Linked DNA regions of Gossypium raimondii: region 1 is linked to region 2. Evidence: chromatin contacts called from public Hi-C data. All regions are on one chromosome and are shown on one strand. Each heading gives the region's core, a stretch centred on a gene start, on an enhancer-like site or on the middle of the called end of the contact. The rest is flanking DNA. Distances are from core to core; before and after follow the strand shown.

Region 1 (2,757 bases), core at 72-2,571, 220 kb after region 2:
AGAAATATTACTTCTGGTGGATTCGACACCCATCATGGGATCATGTGGAGCAGAGAGGTGATTTTTGTTACCCTTATGCTCCATCAATACACTCTACTTACAGCTCGGCCACCCTCTTGGTTTCACCTCAAAAAAGAGAAAGAGCATCGAAAAGAGAGTGAAAAACAATATTGAGTGGCTTTTTTCTTATTGTTGTTATTGTTGTGATTGTTTGTAACTAGAGAGGCCTAGGCAGTGGTGACGACAATGGTGGAATGAGATATAAAGGTTGTGCGTTCAATCTACGCTCACCACAGCATTTGTTGATATCATGGGTGAAGAAAGTAGAGAGGGGATGGTGTGAAGGAAGGCAAATTCACCCTTGTCAGGGCCGAGAGCCAACAGAGGGTCCAACCGGGTAGTCAAGGATAAACCATCCCTCTCGTGGGGGATACGAGGCACGCGGGTAGTCGATTACTAAGTGACAATCCGAATGGTACAAGGCAGAAGGTCACTTACGGGTGTCTCTCAAGTTGATTCTCATATTGCCATGTGTCCCAATCGGATAGAAGTATGACAAAATTATTATAAAAAAGTTAGAGTTAATTACACCAAACATCCCCAAACTATCAAAGTTATATCAATAAGGTTCTTCTTCTGTTATTTAAAATGTTAATTTAATTGTTAGATTAGAGTTCCTATATCATGTGACATAATTTAAAATGAAAATTGTAAAGAAAACCAATATTGTGAAAATGGATGTTGTAAAAATATTAGTTTTAGGCTTTCAAAGCTTTTACGAAAACTTTATTGTTTATTTTTTTCTTTTGGTTTTATTTTTATTTTAGTTTTTATTTTTAAAAGCTATGTAACAACATTTTGCTCTCTTTTTTTAATTTTATGTTAAATTTTTCCATATAAGATTTGGCGTGTTATTTAACGATTAAATTATTATTTTAATAATAAAAGACTTGATTGATCGAACATCAATAGTTTGGAGATATAATTAGATTATTTTGAAGTTTAGGGATTAATTTAGAATGAGGATCATAATTTGAGTATAGTTAGTGCAATTAACTCAAAAAGTAAAACTAAATTAACTGAAAAAAGTTAAAAATAAGAAGGAAAAATAAAAATAAAATCATTAAAAAGAAACTGATAAGTTGGCTGAAAAGAAAATAATTTTAGAGGATAGTTGGAAAAGAAGCGAATTAAGCTATTGGTGAGAAGAAAGCACTATATTTAGCTTTATTTTTAAAAATGTTAAATATTTTGGGTAAAAATATTTTTATGTCCTGAATATTCTTTATCCTAAACAGTAAATATCTGAAAAAGAAAGTGAGATACCTGAGTATTTTAGACAATGTGAATATGAATTCCAATTGAACGCTCGCGCGATGGAAACGCTCGCGAAATGGAGATCTAGACTACTTCTTCGAATTCCTTTTTCTTTCTTGAGGATGATAATCAGTTTCTTTTCTTCAAAACCTCAAAATGGAAGAGCAAAAGGGAAAAAAACAGCATCGAGCAAAGATGCAGGGTACAGGTGGCGGTGCTGAAGCTGGAAGCCATTCCAAACGACCTCGTACCGATCCTGAAAGGCATAAACTGTATCGAGAGATAAAAAACGTAAGAGTGATTCCTTAAACCATCATCGATTTTTTTTCCTTTGTTTATATATGTCTTCATTCAATCCTTGCCTTGTGTTTTCATGACTAAAGTGGATGTTTGAGGAGCTTCAACTCGTCGAAATAGATTATCACGAAAAGCTTCAAGAGTTGGCCGAGAACAAGAATGAGCTGGAGCGATGCAGATCAGAACTTGGAGATAAGGAAAATGAGATCCAACAACATAGGGCAACTCTTGAGGCACAGGTTCTGCACTGCCCATTTCTCTCTCCTTTTACACTAATATGGTGTCATGTCAATAGTACTAATTAGCTTAAACAATCATAAATTAGTTTGAATCGCATGCTTGGTTTTGTATATACTAATATTTGATGATTATAATTAAGAGTATTTTGCAACATGTTTGGTCTTGATTCTTAAATCACATAGTTTCAGTGGAACACGGGAAACCTAGGGTTAAAGTGGAAATAAAGAATTGTGCTTCTTCCCTAAGCATTTATATGATAATTGTGTTTTCTCAGAAAGCAAGCATGGAATTGATGGAGCAAACCGTCGTTCATATAATGGCACACTTGGTACGGAAATTTGTATAGTATTAACCGTTTCTCTCTTTTCTTACTAAAGATCTCTTGCTTATATATTTTTATAACAATATATTTATTATGCTTTTTACTCAGTACCCAACACTTGGTTAAATCCATGTTATCTTCTAATCGGATGAGTAATTCATGTCTCTTCAATTGCAGGGGCTTAACTTTACTTCTTTTAAGGAGGTATGCCAATTATTTGTATTTAATAATTCTGAGTTTCTGATACATTAGTTGAGTGATGAATAGGGGTGTAATCGAGCCGAGTCAAGCCTGAATACTGTCAAGTTTGAGCTCAATTGAACATCTATTTTTAAGCTCGTTTACCAATTTTTATATTCAAGCTCAGCTCAATAATTAAGCTTAGGGTTAATAATATATATTAAGGGCAACAATGTAATTTAGTAATATAAAAATATGAAAAGTTTGATAAGGCTCGCGAGGCGTTTGAGTCAAGTATTACTAAACTCGTGTTCGGCTCGATAGATAGCTCGAGTTGCTTGAGCTCAACTCAATAATTACCAAATCGAATTCAAATTTTTTTCGAGTTGAACTTGAGTAAC
Region 2 (2,809 bases), core at 123-2,622:
AATTAGTTAATTTAAAATAATTATTTTGATTTGCCATGTAAAATTAGAGATGTAGCTATTCATGCAGTAATTTTTTAAAAATTGAGTTTTAATTTAATTAATATTTTATTATTATAATATTCAAAAGAATATGGATTGATTGCATTTTATTTTGATTCAAAAAATTATTTTAAAAATTAAATGTGGCTAGTTGAAATGATAAAATTGAAATAGTGAAACTTATAATGTCATTGGTTCAAATTTCATAATCTCGCCATTCTATATATATAATATTTTGAGATTTATCAAAATACAAAATGACACAAATGTTCTCAAAATAATATTTGTTATTTTATAAAATACATGAGTTTTGATAATCTTTTAATTGAGTTGGAACCTAGTTCGAGTGATACTAACTTAATCGATCGGTTAATATATATTATTTTTAATTTTAATAAATATTAAAATTCTATCTCACACGAATGCGTGTGGAGACCACGAATAATAAAATAAAATTTTGGATGAGTGGGAAATTTTAAGTTTTACTAATTCAATTGTCACGAGTTTAAATTCTATTATATGCAAATTTTTTTGATTCTTTTAGAAAAAATAAAAAAGATAAAGTACTCTCGGATAATAAAATTTATTTTAAATATGGAAAGGCATCAAAGTAAATTCTCTAACCGAGTTGGTGTTCGGTTGATTGGTGACACTAACTCGATCATGGACTTAAATAATAGTGTAAATGCATATTAAAATTAAAAAAGTATAAATATTAGAAAAAGAAAACTTTGATTAAGTATGAAATTTAAAATTTAATGGTAAAAAATTTAAATATTATTATATCCATATTTTTTATTTTTAAATAAAAATTAAACTACCTGCAAGTAATAAACGAGAGAAATTTTCGCGCGAGCAGATGAAAAAGTTGCGAAGAAAAAAAGGTTTAATTGTGTTTGTGGTCTCTATATTTTGTATATTTGAATTTTAGTATTTTAGTTTTTCTATTCTTTTAATTTAAGAATCAAAGTTGAATTAATGACACCGTAAGAAGAATTCTGTTAAATTGAATCATGTGTCTATCTTTAAAATATAAAATTTGATCACAAGGCTTATATTACACATATAAAAAAGTCGCGTAATCTAATAAACCGTTGGTTGTGTTGCTAAAGTCGAGGCTTTGAAATTTTGAATGCTTAAGTTCGAATTTCTGCATATGTTATGATTGATCTTAAATGCAACTTCAAAAAACATATTATTAAACAAAAAATAAAAGGATTAAATTCTTAATATTAGAAAGTAAAGGGATTAAAGTTCAAATGAACAAAGAGTACAGGGACTGAGTACAATTAGATCAAAACAGAATTCTATGAATAGTCAGTGTCTCTTCAAAATTTGAGATGATGAGTTTCTTTTCTTCACCGTCGGTTTAGCCTTTCGGAGGTTTATCAGAAATGGACGGTTCTCACCTTTTCATCACTTTTTCTTCGTTTTGTTCTTATCTAGAGGCGTTGACTTGAAGTCGTCGTTTGTTTTTTTTGAATCTTTGTTCCATTCCCTAAGCAAGTTTTTTGAAAGATTCAATCAATTGTTTGGAATGGAAAGTAGTGTGTAGTACAAATTTCGGGTAATCAAGTAGAGAGGCAGCTTTATTCTTGTAATCTAGTTTGATGGTGAAAAGAAAGCAGCAGCCTCCTCCAGAAATGGAGGGTACTGGTGGCGCTGAAGCGGCGGTGGAGGCTGAGACCGGAATCCAACCCAAACGAGGGTGTACCAAATCTCTGAAAACGCGAGCTCAGATGGATAAACATAACGAGAGCTGTAAACGATATCGACTGAAAATTAAAGTACAGTGATCGTCAACTTTTCCCCTTCGTTTATTTATGTCTTTAATTAATTAATTAATTTTTGCTTTGGTGTTTCTATAACTAAAGATGAGGCGTGAGGAGAAGGAACAAGAGATCCCAAAGTTGAAGGATGAACACCAGAAGACGAAAATGGAGCTAGAGGAATACAAGTCTAAAATTGGGGTTATGGGAAATGAGATCCAACAACTTAAGAGAAAGCTTGAGGCACAGGTTCTGCACTCGCATTCCTCTCTCCTTTTAGTTTCATTTCAATAATAATTAGCTTAAACTATCATAAATTTGTTTGAATCACATGAGAAACCTTGAAATCTCCTAGAATACCCATTTATAGGACTGTTTTTTAATCTTATTTTTGTGAAATCATAATTGCTTTTTTACAAACAGCAAACGAGGAACAATTGAGGGGAATCCCACTGGATGGAAAGTTGATGTACGGAAATTTGTATTATATAAATCTTTGTTTTTAAAAAAAAAAAATACTTGTTTAGAAAACTGTTTCTTGTAAACTTCTATAATTTATGTTTATTGCCATTTTACTTAGTAGTTAGTACTCAACATTTGGTTAAGTTTATGTATCTTTTATTCAAAGATTTATCACTGTTTATTTCTTTTCTATGATAAGGCCATAACTTAGTAGTAGAAAGGAAATTAGGGAATTTTAGATCCCTTGTTTAAGTGTCACTGGATGTAGTTTTCTCTATATTTATTCTAATTTATTTTGTGGATTTGTTCATACATATCTATATATTAGTTATTAGTTATCAGTCAGATAGTTCATTGTAATAATTGATCATGTTTGTATCTATAGTCAAATGCATTGATTGTAATTATTATTGTAATTTCATGGACGGTGTCTCTTCGTCCAGCTGAATTGGAAATGTATTACAGCTTTTCGGATGCTCTTTTTGTACCGAAATAGGTTTTGTCGTCTCTTTTCATGTTGGGGAGGGTTTGTTCTCACC

What was found. Hi-C and Micro-C count contacts between places; a contact is called where the count stands out from the background.
Region 1: a contact with region 2 is called in a Hi-C map of leaf, with 4 times the contacts expected there. The contact joins the promoter of LOC105788167 here to the promoter of LOC105788172 in region 2. A contact is called at or near these places in 2 of 2 Hi-C or Micro-C datasets (both in leaf).

What each region holds. Positions count from the first base shown.
Region 1 is chr2:30,491,898-30,494,654 of ASM2569854v1, forward strand. LOC105788167 (hypothetical protein) reads left to right here and starts at 1,322. Exons shown (of 11, transcript XM_012614923.2): 1 at 1,322-1,608; 2 at 1,701-1,853; 3 at 2,129-2,182; 4 at 2,354-2,380. The coding sequence starts at 1,474.
Region 2 is chr2:30,272,558-30,275,366 of ASM2569854v1, forward strand. It overlaps LOC105788172 (hypothetical protein), which reads left to right and starts at 1,373. Exons shown (of 8, transcript XM_012614929.2): 1 at 1,373-1,826; 2 at 1,914-2,057. The coding sequence starts at 1,650.